Regions from separate parts of the Mus musculus genome. Here region 1 is linked to region 2. Evidence: chromatin contacts called from public Hi-C data. All regions are on one chromosome and are shown on one strand. The core of a region is the stretch at or near the end of the contact, and the rest is flanking DNA. Distances in the headings are between cores, read along the strand shown. Region 1 overlaps LOC102640985 (a long non-coding RNA gene). Region 2 has its middle 38 kb from the start of Gm52636.

Region 1 (4,560 bases), core at 979-3,478, 250 kb after region 2:
GCTGAAATTATATGCATGAGCCAATACCTAGCTCTTAAGTCATTTAAATCATTATATATAGGAACGAAATTCAAAACAAGTATAAAAGCTAAGATTCAAATAAGTCCTCAGATATTAATCTATGGAATAGATTACAGCACCAATGAGAGAAAACATGTGCCTTACTGGTAAAATTTAAGGTATATAATATATAGGAAACATCAAACTTACGTATGCCATAGCTTAATGATAAAGTAGTTTTAAGCAGACCCACAGAAATCATAAATAGACCAGGAATATTCAACCAAATACTGAGTCCAGACCAAGTATTTAATTCTCAAGACTCCCTCAATTTCAAAGCTTAAGAGGCTAGGAGTATAGATATGTATCAGATAATGTAATCTGCGGTTTTAGATCCTGGAAAACTAAAATGAGAAAATCTTAATAAAGCTCCCAGCTAATGCTTGTTTTCAGAGTTCTGCCAGTATCTACAAAATTAAAAAAAAAAAAAATCGAAGGTCACTTTCTGTGCCTGGTCCTGAATTCTCCCTCTTCCTTCTCTTGTCATTTACTCTTCCAAATGGAAATGGACAGAGCCACTGGAAAGTCTGTACAGAAGCTCACCAAGAGGAAGTGAGTCACTTGGTGAACATGTGTCAAGAAAGGAAGCCTGAGTGGGTCCAGATGGCAGGGTGCCACACAAGCCTAGCACAACTCTTCATCTTGGGCAAAGCAAAGCAAGAACAGGCAATGTTTGTAATGGCGTGCTAACATCAGTCGGCAGACACAGTCTCCATGGCACCAAAGCACATCATACAAACAAAGGAGAGCCACGGGGAAGCCAGGGCTGCACCAGCTCTCTAAGTTTTAAAGTAAAGGATCAGGATGCTAACTGACAAGGAATGATCATAGACATTTGACATGTCTGTTTAGCATCCCCATGCTGAATGGATGCCTTCATATCCCTTTAGCTACAATAAACAAAGCAGACACTCAGTGTGAAGCCTATCTGACTGGCCACCTCCATTGGTGGCAGTGGAGTCCCAGTAGAATAAGGGCTGGCTTGGACATGCTATTTACCTAAGTTTTTCCCACATCCATCACTTATTAGCTGTTCATCTCTGGGTAAGTTATTTCACATCCGTTCGGTATGGCATGCTGTGTAAATAAAGAGAAGAATGTCCTATTTATTAAAAGGATTCATGGTGACTAGATCTAGAGCAGAGACAAATTATGTACTAATATGTACCTACTAGTAAAAGCAAGGTTTCTTTATGCCTTCCTTAGCAATTATCTTATATTGCTTTCATCAAGTTCCATACTAGTCACTATAAGTAGTTTGTTGCTACTATGAAAATAAAATGAATTTACATTTTTCAGCCACATTTTCCAGACACACTCATTTGCATGCTCTCCTCCAACCACTGAATGTCATCTTGCAGGATTTTCATAAGGTATGAATATTTATTGTTATTTAAATGCAATCCTGTGCGAGATAAAATTGCAGCCTCAGACCTAATTCAGTCTGTCCTTCCTGCCTGTGCATAATATGCATATGAGATGATGTAATGAAAGACCTAGGTATCTCTGTCACTGTCCCTTCCACACACTTAAACCTCATGCTCTTACCTGACAATAACCAGCAGACAGGCAGGGAACAGGGCCAGGGGTCCTTGGGCAACAGAAATCCACTGCTGTACCATGGGAGACACTGATATGCCCCTATCCGAGGCAGACCTGCTGTGAAATGACATCGGTGCTGTCACTGGCATGAACACAGGTAGGAGATGCTCTATAGATTCCCCTCACAATTCTCTGCAGTGATAGCAGGGAATGGCGCCATCTGAACCCTCCAGTCTCCCACAACTCTAGCCCTTAATAGTTCACCTGAGACCATGCCCTGGGGTTCCGTGGCAGGGCACCTTAAAGCTACCTTTGGAGAGTTCCACTGTGCTAGGAAAAGGTATTCACTCTTGCTACACCCACATGACCAGGATTGCTTGTCAGTTCCTCATCTTCTATGGCCTGCATCTGCCTTGTGTAGAAAGCCGGCGGCAGGCAGGCAGGCAAGCAGCTGTGTTGGTGAATGGGAATTCCAGTGTGGCTCAGAATGCTAGGTTTCCCTATTGACTCTCCATCCTTTCCAAGGTTTATACTCTCCATATTTACCCTGGCTGCTGTTTAGCAAAGACCTTAATGCTGCAATCTCTGTTGGGGTTGGTATGACTCAGGGATGCCCTCCCTGAAGACTAAGAACTCCTTCCTCCCCTCCTCAGACAGGCCCCAGGCACAGGACTGTTATTTTCCTGGTCTGGTTCTGAGGATGTCTGGCCACAATGATTCATGGTGTTTTTTTAATATGTGGCTGGAAGCTATTGTTAGTTCTCAGATACAGACACCTACAATACACACAGTAAGGGAAAAATCCTCACCCATGTTTGATTATACCATTGTAGTACATAGAATGAGAAGAAAAATCCCCTTAAACTTTAGAGTTGAATAAATGTCAAAGGTACAGATATTTGTCTGTATGTGGTTTTATTTTCCTTCCACGGTACATGTCATATCGGAAGGAACGTCAACCATGGAGCTGGCTTTCTTCAAAAGCTCACTTTTGAAGGATTAAGGAAGTGTGTTCTACTCTTCCTGCTGTCATCTCTTCTTTCTGATGCTTGATGAACAGTGCTTGTCGTGAGTTCAAGGCCACCCATGGGAAGCTGGGGAAGAATCATATAAAGCGTGTCAAGTTCATTCAGGCTGCCTGAGGTCCAGTCCATCTTAGCTGATAGTTCTTGGGTCCTATTAATCCCCAAGCTCTGTCTCTTGGCTGAATTGCAGCTGGCTGTGAGACATGTAACAGTGCTTCTGTCGCCTGGGATCAGCTGCCTCTCCCTGATGACTAAGCCCTTCCCTGGCATGTAGGCAGCTAGCGACTTCATATTCTCCATCATATCCTCTAACCTCAATCGCCTCTGAGACAAGTTGACCTCATCTCTACCGTGAAGAGCCACAGCAGACAAGCAGGCCCTCCACACAGAATCTAGAAAGCACGGGGATTTTTTTTGTAGACATGAAATACCACGAAGAGCTGTGTTACACGGTCTCTCTTTTGGCCCTCTAAATGATAAGGCCTCTCTGTTCTCCATAAATGGTTTAAATGTGCTTTCTCTGTATCTGTCAGTCTCTTTTGGGAATGTTTAATCACCAGTGAACTAAGAATCTGAGCCACCATCTCTTTCCATGAGCTATCCCAGCGTTCAATACCTCCAAAGTCGCTGTCAGAAGAAAAGAGACATTTTTTGTTAGTTACTTTGATAGATTAGCATTACTTATTGCTTCAATTTAATACAAACAAAATCTTGTTGCATTATGATTGAACCCATTAAAGACAGAAAAGTAGAAAAAATTGCAAATCTCTATAAATCTGTTGATTTTATTTTATTTTTTTTTATTTTTATTTTTATTTTTTTACTATTTTCTTGGTGTATGCTATGGAGTCTTGCTGATCAAAGATTACAAATGGTAACAAGCAGTAACTCAGTTCATTATGGCAAATTAATATCTCCACAGCTTGTGCTGCTTGTTCTTTGTGGGAAATCATACATTAATTTCATTTAGATCCTGTAAGTGTGGGGTCTCTAACCTGACACTTGAGTATACAATTATCTTTAACATTAGGAAATATCACTTCAGAGGAAAAGATGATCCTATTCAACAATTATATCTCATTCATCATAGAAGTTATCCATTAAACATCTGCTGCTATTGACCTCTAAGGCTGGAGATACTGAATAGAACATGCTGTAGCTTCATAGTCTCAAAACCAATACTTCTGAGTATAGAATGTAAAAGGATGTCTATCTCAATTATCTTTGAAAATATGCTTATGTTTATTTAACTGATTTATTTGTAACTGTACTAACAATTTTGTTTCTGATGGTTATGCAATGTAATAGAAATAAGAGTTGTTAATATGATCATGAGTGAAAAAAATATACACACACACATATATATATATACACATATTATACATATATATACATATATATATATACACATATTATACATATATATATACATATATATATATACACATATTATACATATATATATATACATATATATATGGTTAATCACATGAAAATGTCTCATAGTTGAAATTTCTGAATATTTGGAGGAGAAAAATAATTTTGCCTTTAATTCAGATCTCAGGGTTGTGTGTGGTGATGCATGTATCAGCTAGAACTTTGCTTCAAAGTGTGATATGGATTTGCTGCTTGCCTTTAACATCAATGTTCATTCCTTCCAAAAGATTGGTTAGTATCTGAAAACAAAGATGGAATTCATTGCAACAAAGAGTCTTTTGTCAGCTCTATAGTAGCAATGTGAAGTGTAGAGCAGAGGCAATTAGCAACAATTACGGAATACTCAGCTCTTCACAAACACTGAGAGTCTGTGCCTGCCAGTACCGTTAAAGGGAACAACATTCTCTTCAAAGTGCTGAAAACTGAGGAGGAAAATGCAAAAACCTTCACTACACTTAAATGCCCTGATAGCATTTTTAAAACATACAAACGAGCA
Region 2 (4,869 bases), core at 82-2,581:
ATGTTCTAGACTACAAATAGCTGACAGTTTTCACAGTTCTGAAGACTGGAACTTCAAAACTAAGCATGAGTTGACTTGTTCTGGAGTTGAAGATTTATGCTCTGCTGCAGACAGCTGTTTTCTGGAAACATGCATGAGAGACAGGAAGAGCAAACCAACTCTGTATAGCTTGACTTGTTAATATACTGATTGTATTTCTTTAATGATCAACCATTTGTAATCTCACTGGATTTTTACTACCTAATAGAGACTCAGTATCCAGAAACAGAATCTTCAGGCTTAAAAGTCATTAGCCCTTGAATTGTCCTTATATATTTTTAATGAAATTATTTTTGTGTTGTATATATTTGTTTGGATCATGCTTTATAGGTGGCTGCATAACAATATAGTAACATACAATATATAATAATCTATAATGATATGATACAATAACAATTATATTAATGAGAAAATAATAAGCTACATAATAACATTATTAATAACTTGTTTTAAACATTATATGAAAAGGATGATACTCAAAGTGTATGCAAGGTTAATACAAGAAATTTTAAATTAACCAAACATATCCCACATCAGGAGGTAGTTTGTTAAAAATCTGAGAATATTGGACGATAGCAATCCAGGGAGCATTTGAAATTAGTAGATGCTAAAGTGTTTTTTAATTAACACAGACATATTTCCTGTATAATGTAGTTTTTCTTACAGAATGTGCCTCAAAATGACAAAAAGTTCAAATGTAACAATATTTCTTGCTCTGTTGAAGAAACAAATCCAACCCAACTAGATTTTTTTTATGTGCTATTTAATTACAAGAGCCTGTCTGATCATTACAGTAATACTCAAGTCCAGTCCTTCTAACTGGAAACAGAATCATCTTTACTTCCTGTCTTTTACTAACAACTTTAAAACTATACGCAGCAGGAAAATGAGCTAAGTGAATGAGCATCAAGGTAAAGATCCCTAATTTAACTAGTCAGTAAGTAATTAAACTCTTAGGAGTGGGCAGTCAACAAATCCTCTGGATCTCTCCTAATTTCCATTCCTATTGTCATTCATTTTATGAAATTCATTTCCTCAGAAGGAAAACAAAAAACAAAAATAACATCATCATCAACAACAACAACAAAAAGATCCACAGATTCTTTTATTTGCTTTTAGTCCTAAATTACTTGTGTGTCAGTTCAAATCAATTATTGTCCCCTAAGGAATGCTGTGTGTCTGAAGTTGCTGCTGTGGCCTCAGGAATTGCTTCCTAAATGGCATTTGGTGGTGTTCTCTACCTCTTATCTGCCTGACACGCATCACTCAGCCCAGAGCTATGGCTGTGAGCCAATACTGCCTGCAACTATGAACAGAAGTCTCTTTGTCTCTGTTTAAATAATTACATTGCACTTCTCATGCATGCACACTGGAATGAAGTTTAACGGAAAGATGGAGTGACTTCAGATGCAATCTGAAAATGATACCTACCACTGGCAATGACCTTTCAGACTTTTATTTTAAACTAAGCACAAAATTCTTTAAGATATGGAATTAAACCAAAGACAAATATACCTGTGTGGTAAGAAAGAAGAAAGACAAAGAGAATATATATATTATATATATATATATATATATATATATATATATATATATATATATATATATATATATAGAGGCTGGTTTTCTAACCCATTACATCAAATCTTTTAAATCAAAAATACTTTTAAAGGTACATCAATGGTTCTGGAGAGATAGCTCAGTGGTTAAGGACACATTCTTGCCTTGCAGAGGACTTAGCTTCAGTTATCAGAACCCATGTGGTAGCCCACAACTACTTATAACTCTAGTTGCAGGGGAACATGCTCCTTTCTCTGGCCTTCACAGCCTCTTACATTTACGTGGGACACAAAGTTTTGCCGTCTCACACAAGTACATATAAATAAAACTAATTAAAAAAAAAAGAGTTAATGCAATGTTCAAATTCTAAAACGTATTTTCTGTATGCATGTCTCAACAGGAGTTCGGTTTACTTTTTTATTACTCAGAACATATTTCTTGAAAATTTTTAACATGCATTAAAAATTGTTCTTATCTTGAGGGGGTGGTCCCAAAATTAAATGTCTTTAGGTCCTGACTCTCAGCATGCAGCATCCTGAGACCATACATCTAGACTAAGAGAAAAACTAATAGGAAACAAACCAAACCAAACAAACAAACAAAAAAAGCACCAATAAGCCTTTCAAATTTGGAAGCCAGTTTGTATTATTTTTTCTCCACTTCATTTTGAGAGAATCAAGATCCAGTTGACAATTTAGGGTAAACAATATAAAGCTAAAGTCACCCACTGATTTGGCTCCATGGGACATCATTATTTTATTCTGGTTCTGATCCCAGACTTTGGTTTATACTATCCTTCACACCACAAAAGCTGTTTTCCGTGGAAAATTTAGTCCACCAAAACATTAGCAGGATAAGCCCCTCCTCATCCCACACAGCATTCCACTGCCTTTACTAGATTCCAACTCTGTAAATACTGACAGACCTCTTCTAGACCTTCATTGAGGGTTTGACCACAAGTCATTCAACGTGTAAATTCTGTGGTGGACCTCATATCATCCTCCAGGCCTAATTTAGGGTTCCAGCACTGAAGTCCTAAGAGTAATATACCTACATTCTTCATTAGTTTCAAAATCCCTGCAGGATTGTGGTTTCTTGTTTCCATCGGTACTGTCAACCACATGACTTCCTCTGGCCAATGATATGTGAGCAAATGTCCTCTGCGGTTCAGCCATAAGGCTGAAGATGCTTAGAGTATCAACCATAGACTTCTTACCTACCTCCCTCGGGTTCCATGAATATCATCAGCGAATTGTTACCATGTGTCCTGAAACAGGGCATTTGGGACAAACAAGATAGAGAAAGAACATTAAATACACAGATAAGAAGTCTACTTCTTTTCTTTTTCTTTCTTTCTTTCTTTTTTTTTTTTTTTTTTTTTTTTTTTTTTTTTGCTTTCTTTATTTCTTCCCTTCATCTGGTTGAGAGCCTTTCAATTCCCAAGAGTGTGTAGATTCCCAGTGTTTCTGTTATTGAAGTCCAGCTTTAATCCATGGTGGTATGATAAGATGGAAGGGGTTCTTTCAATTTTCATGTATCTGTTGAGGCTTTGTGATAGACTATATCATCAATTTGGAGAAGGATCTGTGTTTGGGTGAAATATTCCATATATGTCTGCTAGGCACATCTGATTCACGTCTAAGTGTTTCATTTTTTTCTCTGTTTAGTTTGTGTCTGGATGTCCTGATAATTGCTAAGAGTGGAGTATTAAAGTCCCCCACTATGAATGTATGAGCTTCATTGTGCAATTTAAGCTTTAGAAATGTTGCTGTTATGAAAGTGGGTGTCCTTGTGTTTAGGGCATATATGTTGATAATTGATAAGCTGGTAGAATTCTCCTTGGATAAATATGAAGTGTACTTCCCTGTCTCTTTTGATTAATTTGGCTGAAAGTCTATTTTATTAGATATTAGCATGGCTACTCCAGCTTGAGTCTTGGGTCCCTTTGCTAGGAAAACTTTTCAACCCTTTATATTGAGATAATGTCTGTCTTTATGTCTGAGGTGTATTTCTTTTTTTTTTAATTAGGTTTTTTCCTCAATTACATTTCCAATGCTATTCCAAAAGTCCCCCATATCCCCCCCCCCCACTTCCCTACCCACCCACTCCCACTTTTTGGCTCTGGCGTTCCCCCGTACTGGGGCATATAAAGTTTGCAAGTCCAATGGGCCTCTCTTTCCAGTGATGGCCGACTAGGCCATCTTTTGATACATATGCAGCTAGAGTCAAGAGCTCTGGGTACTGGTTAGTTCATAATGAGCTTGGAGCTGAGACAAAAGATTGCCATATCCAGGGATCCACCCCATAATCAGCTTCCAAACGCTGACACCATTGCATACACTAGCAAAATTTTGCTGAAAGGACCCTGATATAGCTGTCTCTTGTGAGACTATGCCGGGGCCTATCAAACACAGAAGTGGATGCTCACAGTCAGCTAATGGATGTATCACAGGGCCCCCAATGGAGGAGCTAGAGAAAATACCCAAGGAGCTAAAGGGATCTGCAACCCTGTAGGTCGAAGCCAACTTCTTTATCAACTGAGAAACTGGCAGATTGAAAGAACATATGATAATATGAATGGGACTTTTTAAAATGTCGATTGGGCCCTTTGTATTTAACCAAGATCTTCTCAATTACTTTCCATATTGAAAACTTCATGGCCAAAGCACAGAGACAGTCGTGTGTTATGTCTATATAGGTCTGCTTCTTATCTTCTAAGTATGGTAACCTTCGTATGATTTAATCTGTATGATAATAAATGTTCATTATTACCTGTGTGTATCACAGAGTGTGTTACATTATCTTCATTGAGATAAATGTTGACTGTGAACAAGAGTACTTGCACTCATTGCTTTGAGTTTAACTTTTTTCATCAATGTTGGATGTCAGAACACTTTGATCAAGTTATAATACACGTAAATATTTTACTTCTGCTTAGATTGTCAATTACCGAAATCATATTTTGGATATTAGGGGCAATGTGAATCAGCCATATTTTGAAATGGCTCTCAAAGGCAGACAATAAAAAGTTTCACTAGAGCTGGGCAGTGGTGTCGCACGCCTTTAATCCCAGCACCTGGGAGGCAGAGGCAGGCGGATTCCTGAGTTCAAGGCCAGCCTGGTCTACAGAGTGAGTTCCAGGACAGCCAGGGCTATGCAGAAAAACCCTGCCTCAAAAAAACAAACAAACAAAAAAAAAACAAAACAAAACAGGAAAAAGTTTCACTAGCAGCTAATCAACACCATTTAACTTCTGAGCTGTAAGAAACT

The links. Hi-C and Micro-C count contacts between places; a contact is called where the count stands out from the background.
Region 1: a contact with region 2 is called in a Hi-C map of the N1E-115 cell line, with 2.9 times the contacts expected there. The contact joins two enhancer-like sites. A contact is called at or near these places in 2 of 39 promoter capture datasets (both in the 3T3-L1 cell line) and 4 of 484 Hi-C or Micro-C datasets (the N1E-115 cell line, cerebral cortex, myocytes and 1 more).

What each region holds. Positions count from the first base shown.
Region 1 is chr3:81,915,508-81,920,067 of GRCm38.p6, forward strand. It overlaps LOC102640985 (a long non-coding RNA gene), which reads right to left. Exons shown (of 3, transcript XR_375741.2): 2 at 1,609-2,696; 3 at 1,082-1,137. Among named protein-coding and RNA genes, the nearest start is that of Ctso, 15 kb to the right of the region's middle. Within about 2 kb of position 2,229, at least 64 of the 459 cell types and tissues checked have an H3K27ac peak or open chromatin away from gene starts, as enhancers often do. A contact at or near this core is called in the N1E-115 cell line, where this site is marked.
Region 2 is chr3:81,665,145-81,670,013 of GRCm38.p6, forward strand. No RefSeq gene overlaps it. Among named protein-coding and RNA genes, the nearest start is that of Gm52636, 38 kb to the left of the region's middle. Within about 2 kb of position 1,332, at least 6 of the 459 cell types and tissues checked have an H3K27ac peak or open chromatin away from gene starts, as enhancers often do. A contact at or near this core is called in the N1E-115 cell line, where this site is marked.